2 separate regions of the Mus musculus genome follow, and region 2 is linked to region 1. The links are chromatin contacts, called in public Hi-C maps. All regions are on one chromosome and are shown on one strand. Each heading gives the region's core, a stretch centred on a gene start, on an enhancer-like site or on the middle of the called end of the contact. The rest is flanking DNA. Distances are from core to core; before and after follow the strand shown.

Region 1 (4,902 bases), core at 1,078-3,577:
GGGCTGGTGAGATGGCTAGTGGTTAAGAGTGCCGACTGCTCTTCCAAAGGTCCCGAGTTCAAATCCCAGCAACCACATGGTGGCTCACAACCATCTGTAATGAAATCTGATGCCTTCTTCTGGAGTATCTGAGGACAGCTACAGTGTACTTACATATAATAAATAAATAAATCAAAAAAATTTTTTTAATTATAAAAAAACCTTTTGTTTTAATCTGTTACATTTCTTGCGTATACAGAAAGCATTATCTGTTATAATATATAGCTCAGTAAAGAACACTAGCTGCTCCTACAAAAGACAGAGGTTTAGTTTCCAGTGCCCACATGCCTTCTTTCTGACCTCTGTGAGCACCAGACATGCACACAGTCAAAAACTCACACACAGAAAATGAAATAAGTAAAATGTACCGATTGTTTTAAGTTTTAAAATAAAAGGATGGCTGGGCGTGGTGGTGCAAGCCTTTAATCCCAGCACTCAAGAGGCAGAGGCAGGTGCATCACTGAACTCAAATCCAGCCTGGTCCAGGATGGCCAGGGCTGCACAGAAAAACCCTGTCTTTAAAAAAAAATTATATAATAATAACAATAATAACTGGAAAAATCCAGAAACAACGAGTTTCTAAATTTTAAACAACTTTAATTATAGTAATCGTACTTGTTTTATGCTTTCATTATTATTGCTAATCTCCTTTTACAATTATTTAATTATTTAATGTGTATGTGGTGTTTTGCCTGTATGTCCGTCTGTGCCAGGAACCTGCCATGTGTTCCTGGTGCTTCAGAGGCCGGAAGAGGATGCTCTGTCCTGAGAGCTGAGTTACAGATGGTTGTGAACCACCATGTGGATGCTGGGACTTGAACTCTGTTCCTCTGCAAGTGCAGCTAGTACTCTTAACCGCTGAGCCATCACACCAGCCCCATATTGTTAATCTCTTAACTGTGCCTAATTTTAAATTAAACTTTACCGTAAGTATGTGTGCACACATCAAAACTTAGTAGAAGTGGGCTTGATGTGTGCTCTGGTCTTGTAGTATGTGGCCCACAAAGGAGGTGGGACTATTGTGTAACTCCATAGATCCTCCTGTCACCATGGTGTAAAGCAGGCTCCTCAGATTCTCAGGTTGAGGGTTTTAATGAGAGGCGTGGCATGCCATGACTGTTAGAACAGGACATCAGGGAACAACTGGAGAGCAGATATGGAAATGGGTCAAGGACTCCTAACACACAATGCTAAGTAGCCTAAGTATGGCGGGCCATGGGGGTGGAAGGAATGAGCAGCAGGTATTGAACACAGGATTCTAACTGCTCACAAGTCAAAACAAAAGACAACTTCATTACAGTTGCTGATGGCCCAGGGACTGCTTGTATTTTGATGCTAATTCCACTCTCCAGGGAGGGGCTTAGGACACGAATGAGTCCTCCCCCCTACTTAATTTGTAAAACAAAGGCTAGAGCCTGTGATTGGGCAGGAGAAGAGAAGGTGGAGCTGAAAGTTTGGGCGAGATGGAGGAGAGGGAGAAGAGAGGACGACAGAGGGGGTGGAAGGAAAGTGGAGCAGAAGCCCGTGGCCTGGAGGAACCACAAGCAAATAAGGGGTCTCACAGATGAGGAAGATGGTAGTGTAGCGGCAGATCTGCCCAATCTAGGCATGCAGTTTTATTCATATTAACTGAGTCGTGTTTTCTTTGCGTGGGTTTATTTGGGTTGGAGATTTCCTGTAACATCTATCCTAAAACTTTCAATGGCATTAAAACTTTCAATAACTGTAAGAGTGCACTTATTTAGGAACACTCCAAACTTAATATTATCGACCTTAGGGATTTTTTTAAATTCCAGTTTTAATTAGCCTGTCTTAGCTATCTTTTCTCATTTCCTAATGTAATAAAGAGTTTTTTTTTTCCTTTTGCTACATGAGAATCTAACCCCTTTCTTTTCTTTTCTTTTTTTCTTTTTCTTTCTTTTTTTTTTTTTGAGATTTTTTTTTTTTTTATGTATATGAGGACACTGCAGCTGTCTTCAGACACACACTAGAAGGAGGGCATCAGATTCCATTACAGATGGCTGCTGTGAGCCACCATGTAGTTGCTGGGAATTGAGCCTAGGTCCTCTACAAGAGCATCCAATGCTCTTCACTGCTGACCCATCTCCCCAGGTCTGTTGCTGACTGTTTAGCCATCATACCTGGACATAGCCCAGGATGCTAAACGAAGGGAAAACAACATAAAACAAAACAAACAAACAAAAAACTGATTCCTTACACTTGCAAAGAGGATAAGCACCACCTTGTGGTTTACTGTGGTATTGCCTCGCTGGCTCTGTTCTCCCCAGTTCCCCATAGTAACCTAGCAAGAATACAAGTTGACTACCCTACTAAGAATCAATGCTTACAATGTACATAACCTGGCTAGTAAGTTTCATTTGGACCAAAGGGAACTACCAATGAGCCACAGCTAAGAACCTGATGGCCCAAAGTGTTCTGTGCTCCTTGCCCTGGTTAGCTCCTATCAGTTAACCATGACAGTATGCAGCTGCTTATCACTGTGATTAGTGATTTATGTGGGGATGGAAACTTTGACCCGGAATGATTCCTTTACTGTGCCAGGAACTATTATCTTACTGTGTCCTTGTAACTATTACTGCTCCAGACAAGCAGAAGGCCCACTGGGAAGGAATAATTGGCCTTGACCGGCTACACTGAATGTTTTAGTTTGTTTGAGATGTATCTCAAAGAAACTCACGGAGTGAAAAACAAACGTGTCACTTTGTGCCCAGGATGGCGTGGAACTCACTAAGTACACAAAGTTGACCTAGAACCTAGAGTTGGGAAAGGTAGAGGCAGGAAGATCTCTGGGCGTGTGAGTTCCAGGGTGGGCAGGGCTACATAGTGAGACCGTATTAAAAACAAACCAACAAGCCGAGCGGGGGGGGGGGGGGGGGGGGGGGGGGGGGGTGGTGACACACGCCTTTAATCCCAGCACTTGGGAGGCAGAGGCAGGCAGATTTATGAGTTCAAGGCCATCCTGGTCTACAAAGTGAGTTCCAGGACAGCCAGGGCTACACAGAGAAACCCTGTCTCAACCACCCCATCCCACCCCCACCCCACCCCCCCCCAAAAAAAAAACAACAAAAGAACCTAAAGCCACATTGGCCTAGAACTTATAGGGATCTCACCTTGCTTTTACTGCTTTGTAGACAAAATGTGTTGCCCACAGCAGTTTCTGGTGATTTAGTTCAGCCCAATGGCAATGGCTTGTGAGGAGAAATTAAGTATTTTGATCCTCCTAAAACCTAGAAATTTTTGTGATATGCTTTTATTTATTTATTTGTTTGTTTGTTTGTTTGTTTGAAGATAGGGCCTCATGCAACCTAGGCTGGCCGTAAACTCACCCTATAGCTGAGGTGCTTTAAAGATGAGCACCACCATCGTTCTCTTTGTGTGGAGCTAGAGAGCAAACCTAGGACTTGATGCAAGTAGTCTGCTAATTGAGCTTTATCCCTAGTCCTCTGTAAGCAAAAGTTCTCATGAATTAATTACCCATGTTTTAGGAAAGAGAGCCAGTTTTTGAGGGTGTGGCAAAAGAGGTATCATTGATTACATTAACTAAAAGCCAACATACCGTAATGTATCCTTTACAAAGACATACAAATAAAATAAAAGGTCTAAAGCGAGTATTAAGTTTGAACTTACCATAACTAGGCAAAATGTATAGGTTGAGTGGTATCATCAGCAGGACTATGCACCCCAGAAAAATAAAGGGTACCTCGTAGCCAAAGGATTGATACAAAAGGCCACCTAAAGGGGGGCCTGCTACCAGCCCCAGTCCAGAAAAAACCTCAAGACTTCCCTAAAAGTAAAAAAAAAACAAAAAACAAAAATGAAACGAGGATTTAGCTCATGTATTTTAGATGAAGAATTACTAGTGTCAGGCATGATGACACAGACCTTTAATGTCAGCACTTGGGAAGTAGAGGCAGGTAGATGTCTATGAGTCCCAGGCCAGAAAGGGTGGCATAGTAAGACCCCATCTCAAAATGCCTGGTCCTGTAAACCTAGCTAGCCTCCCTGTGGCTGGTAAGGCCATAGACATGGAAATAGACCCTGGTAACTGCCATTTTCCTAAAGCAGTATAGTTTGTAACCACATTTGAAATATTTGTCCGTACATCCACAGGGAAGTGCACCTCCCACCTTTCATCAAAGACGTTTCTTTTCTAAGCTGCTGGAGCCCATTACAGAAATCTACAACTGGTCAAAATGTAAAATACAACTGGTCACAGGGTGTTCAACACCAACTGATATACATGCACTACAACCCATATACCTACGTCTCAGGGAGCACCAAGGAATAGGGGCAGAAGATGGAAAGAGCCAGAGGCCCAGGACATCTGCGATGAGAGAGTGTCCTCTGCATGAGACAGGGAAGTTGCATCCATGACATCCCAACAATACAGTTACCTGAGGAAGACCAGCATAGTGACTACACTAACTGACTGACGTGCCCGTGGATGGGAGAAATCTCACAGAGCTTTATCCCCAGGTGAGCACTATAGGCAACCAATGGCTGCTAAGAAAGGGAATCAGTATCCTCCAGGGGGAGCCCCGGGTTGGTTATCCAACTGTGGTCAGGGCTGAGCATAGAGACGTATGAGCAACACTAGATGAACTTGGTGGAAGCTGTGTTTACACACACACACACACACACACACACACACACACACACACAAAGCAGTAAACTAAGGAAAAGGAGTGGAAATTATACAAATATATTGTACTCATGTAGAAATTCTCAAAAATGTAAGCAAAAACAGAATTATGAGAGTACTACTTTTAAAAATGTCACTTCACAGTTTATACAGAGAGAGAGAGAGATGTTGGTTCACACACTGATACTATAGCACTGTTT
Region 2 (4,902 bases), core at 1,462-3,961, 73 kb before region 1:
GCAAGAAACATGGATGTGTGGCAATGTGTAGACATGATGCTGGAGAGCTGGGAGTTCTACGTCTTAATCTGTGGGCAGCAGAAGGACACTGTGTGCCACACTGGGTGTAGCTTGATCACATGGTACCTCAAAGCCCACTCACACGGTGACACATTTAAGGCCAGACCTCCTAATAGTGGCACTCCCTATGGGCCATGCGTTCAAACACATGAGTCTATGGGTGCCATTCCTATTCAAACCAGCACCAAGGGGAAGGTTTTATTGTAGATATGAGGAAGGTAACAGAAGAGTCCAGAGCAGAGAGAGAAAGAGGAGGACTGAATATAGCCAGGGCTATCTGTGAGAAAGGGGAGAGTAACATGAGATAGAGAACACAATAGGAGAGGAAGAGAAAGAGAGAGAAAGCAGGGTTATATGAAGGATGGGTAGCTGGGGGCAAGGAAGCGTCTGAGCTGGAGGGAGTTTAGAGAAAGGGAGGAGGTGAGAAATGACATGGAGTTTAAGATGAGTAACAAGTATTTGAGATACTGAGGGAGCCTAGAGACCAGCATGAGGTTTGACATTCTAATAGGCACCAAAGGTCACCATATGTCCCTTCTGCCAGAGATAAGGAAAATGACCGTTTGGTAGAGAGGAACTAGCTTCACAGTCCCTGGGGAAACGCTGGCTTTTATCTAACCTCCAGAAGTCCTCTATGGTCTAGGTTGAGCCCATTTCTGGATATGTGGACTGCCTTTGGAATTAGGAGAAATAAGAGTTTGGGGAATTTCCACTAGACCTGACTGTACTGGCTAGTTTTGTGTCAACTTGACACAGCTGGAGTTATCACAGAGAAAGGAGCTTCAGTTGAGGAAATGCCTCCATGAGATCCAGCTGTAAGGCATTTTCTCAATTAGTGATCAAGGGGGAAAGGCCCCTTGTGGGTGGGACCATCTCTGGGCTGGTAGTCTTGGGATCTATAAGAGAGCAGGCTGAGCAAGCCAGGGGAGGCAAGCCAGTAAAGAACATCCCTCCATGGCCTCTGCATTGGCTCCTGCTTTCTGACCTGCTTGAGTTCCAGTCCTGACTTCCTTGGTGATGAACAGCAGTATGGAAGTGTAAGCTGAATAAACCCTTTCCTCCCTAACTTGCTTCTTGGTCATGATGTTTGTGCAGGAATAGAAACCCTGACTAAGACACCTGACAATTTTCTTTTTATTTGTTTTGCTGGACTCAGGGGGGTAGGTATAGGGGGTGAAACTGGTCATCATTATGTACTTCTGGCTTCCCTGGAACTCACTGATAGACCAGGCTGATTTGAACTCACAGAAATCCAACCACCACTGTCTTTCTAGTGCTGAAATTAAAAACATGAACCATCACTTCTGGTAAAACTCTTCATTTGTAAGTCATGATAAATAAAGTGAAAAGTCTAACTGTGTTGCATGTGTTGGTGTTGGCAGGGGGGTGGGGTGGGGTTGCAGAGGTAAACATAACTGTGGTGTATGTTGGCAGTGGGGTAGGGTGTGGTGCAAGATAAACCTCACTGTGGTATATGTGTCTGTGTTGGTCGTGGGGGCAAGGTAGTTTCAAGATTTCAGTTGCTTTGTCATGATGAGCAAGAGCTGAGAAATGAGGCGAGGCATGGTGGTGAACACTTTTAATCCCAGTGTTTGGGAGACAGAGGTAAGCTGGCTTCTATGAGTCCAAGGCCGGGATGGTCTCCATGGTGAGTTCTAAGCTATCTAGGCCTATGTAGTGAGACTATTTCTAAAATAATCAACTGTCTTAGGGTTTCTATTGCTGTGAAGAGACAAAGTGACCATGCAACTCATACAAAAGAAAACATTTAGTTGAGGCCAACTTGCAGCTCAGAGATTTACTTAGCCCATTACCATCAAGGCAGAAAGCATGGTGTCATGCAGGTAGACATGGTGCTGGAGAAGTAGCTGAGAGTTGGACATCTGGTTCCACAGGCAGAAAGAAGAGAGTGATACTGGGTCTGGCTTGGGCTTTTGAAACCTCAAAGCCCACAGCCAGGGAGTTACTTCCACCATCAAGGCCACACCTCCTCCATCAAGGCCACACCTCCTCCATCAAGGCCACAACTCCTCCAATAAGGCTATACCTGCTCTGTGCCCATATGGAGGTCATTTTTATTCAAACTTCCATACGAAAACAAAACAAAACAAAACAAAACAGCTGAGAAATGATTCTAAGGTCTGAGTTTAACGTAGTCTTCAATTTTTGTGTATGTAACAAGCTGCTCAATATTGAGGAAGTTGAGATCACTGTGATGCACTCACTCCAGATAATTGTCTAGGACCCAAAGGAGTCTAGACGAAACTCACATGCATCCACAAGAAAGGAATTTGAAAAGGAATCAAAGCCTTAGTTTCCTGCTATGCTTAGAGCTGAGGACCATATAGCTCCTGCAGAAAGAACTGAAGAATAATGGGACTTGACATACCAAAAAGCATTTTCTATTTCCCAAATGGTTGCTGACTTCTAGGTACTGAAGTAAGTGATAGTGAATGAAAAGAAAAAAAAAACACTTAAGAAAGTCTAAAAGTTCTCTGTCATTTTCTGTAGGGATCAGAGGTGTCTCTGAATTCAGTGAACCTCAACTGTCATCTGTTTTTAGTTGAACAAAAAAACCAATAACTCTTTCCTAAGTTAATCAATGATCAACCTGGAAATAGACTCTCAGGACCAAGCGAAAGGTAACTAGAGGAAAGGTGAGGTATCTGCCAGGAAGCTCTGAACAACCACAAGCCACAGTAAATCCCTGAGTGCTGTGATTCAGTGGAGTCAGGAAATTTGGACTACAGTAGCTTCAGAAAAAAAAAGAGAGAGAGAGGGTTCTGAAAGGGACAATTTGTTTCTTTATTACTAACTTATAGGCTATGAACAACTTGCTTAACCATAAAGTATTCATAGTTACCTGATACCCTTGTTCTTTAAGGTCAATGCCTCTTTGTGTATACAAAACTCACCTTGTATATTTATAAATTATGTATATTAGGATTCATGAGAGGAGGAAGGGAGGGAGGGAGGGAAGGAAGGAAGAGTAATTGTGGTGGTTTAAATGAAAATGGCCCCCACAGACTCACAGAGAGTGGCATTATTATTGTGGCCTTGTTGGAGGAAGTGTATCTCAGGGGGTAGATGTTGAGGTTTCAGAAGCTTAAGCCAGGCCCAGTGGTTCACTCTCTCTTCCTGCTGCCTGTGGATCAAGATGTAGAACTCTCAGCTCCTTGCTTCCCACCATGGTGATAATGGACTGAACCTCTGAACTGTAAGCAGCCTCAATTAATTGTCCTTTGTAAGAGTTGCCTTGGTCACAGTGTCTCTTTACCACAATAGAAACCCTAATTAAGGCAGTAATAAGTCAAAAGGATGGAAGAAAGAGAGAAAGAGAGAGAGAGAGAGAGAGAGAGAGAGAGAGAGAGAGAGAGAGAGAGAGAGAGAGAGAGAAGGGGAGTTATTTATAAAATAGTAGCCCACACAATTGTGGCTACTGTGAAGGATCATGATCTACTATCTAACAGCTAGAGACTATGAAGGACAAAGACATAGTCTGAAGGCCTAACAACTTGAATGTTCATGGTGTCGACTTCAATCTAGACATAAAGGCCTGAGCACCAGCTCACACAGGCAGAAAAACCTGTTTTCGGCTCCTCTGCCTTCCAAAGACTGGGTGCCAGCTACTGATACGTGATTTACTGTTTCTTTAGCCACTTTTCCTTGTGCTCCCTGTTTAGAGGCTATCATAGCTGGGAAGATAAGGTTTTCTGTCAGGAGGCAGGCCCATGAGGCCACTTGCTCACATGTCATCTGACTAAAAAGCATAGATTGCTCAGGCTAGAAATGTACCCCAAGGCTGTAACCCTCAAGGCTCACCCATTTCCAATGTCCTATTATGGAACCCAGTTATCCATGTCCTGTCTCCTAATGGTGCCACAACCACCCAAAACATTGCTGCCTGCTGAGAACTGAGTTAAAGCACATAAGGTGGGGTGGGGTGCATTTTATACCCAAAACATAGCATCTACCGAAAGTAGACCCTTGCTTAACTCAGCCTATCAGTTCTTCTTTGTTATTGCGTTTGGAACAAAGTGTCATGTAGCCCAGGCCAGCCCCAAACCTGCCAGCTCTCCGCCGGGCCGGACCACGCTCCCACGCTCCTGCTGCCACCAGCAACTCTCGCCAGCTAGCACCTGCAGCATCTGGCTTGCTTGTCCCAGGAGCCACTAGTTCTTCCTCAGCCATAAACCCATGTCATCGATGATCCCACACCCCAGTAACTAAATGGAACCGCCAACCTCACGGTTACATATCACAATACCCAGTAACCAGGTAAAATCGGGACTCTTAAAGCTTAATTAACCAAACAGATTTATGTATCAATAATATCATAATTTATAAGATGTAAATACAATAATTTCAGAGTTAATTGATAATGATAAAGCTTTATCCCAATAAATCTAACCTTACGATACCACAACTGCATGTGGCTGGTAAACGCCATGCATGTTCCCGTCCGCAGCCATCTTCCTTCTCCTCCTACCCTGAAAGCTCCCTGTCTCTGCAACTCTTAGTGCTGTGTCCCTTTCCCTGTCCAATGACAGACCTCTTCTGCACTAATGTAATTGGACAGGGAAAATCCTGCGACAGGATGGTCATATGCATTCATATAACCCCATCCTTGTAAAAGAAGACAATGATCTCTGGAACTGACTGCCTCCAAGGAAATGATGTGAAAAGTGATAGAGCAGCACTGCCAGTGTTGTTCTCTGGCTTCTCCATATTTACACACACACACACACACTTACACTCACACACACACACACACCTCCATACACACACATGCACACACATGAACCATGCACATAACCCTATATACACACACACACTCACACA

Evidence for each region. A called contact is a pair of places that touch in the nucleus more often than the background predicts.
Region 2: a Hi-C map of liver shows a contact between it and region 1, with 4 times the contacts expected there. The contact joins two enhancer-like sites. A contact is called at or near these places in 2 of 39 promoter capture datasets (embryonic stem cells and liver), 12 of 484 Hi-C or Micro-C datasets (8-cell embryo, the AML12 cell line, Sertoli cells and 6 more), 2 of 115 datasets of contacts at active chromatin or transcription factors (bone marrow-derived dendritic cells and trophoblast stem cells) and 2 of 9 other capture datasets (adipose tissue and liver).

The regions. Positions count from the first base shown.
Region 1 is chr10:23,809,731-23,814,632 of GRCm38.p6, reverse strand. Slc18b1 (solute carrier family 18, subfamily B, member 1) reads right to left here. Exons shown (of 14, transcript NM_183116.2): 6 at 3,688-3,844. Among named protein-coding and RNA genes, the nearest start is that of Slc18b1, 15 kb to the right of the region's middle. Within about 2 kb of position 2,327, at least 42 of the 459 cell types and tissues checked have an H3K27ac peak or open chromatin away from gene starts, as enhancers often do. A contact at or near this core is called in liver, where this site is marked.
Region 2 is chr10:23,882,905-23,887,806 of GRCm38.p6, reverse strand. No RefSeq gene overlaps it. Among named protein-coding and RNA genes, the nearest start is that of Vnn1, 9.3 kb to the left of the region's middle. Within about 2 kb of position 2,711, at least 9 of the 459 cell types and tissues checked have an H3K27ac peak or open chromatin away from gene starts, as enhancers often do. A contact at or near this core is called in liver, where this site is marked.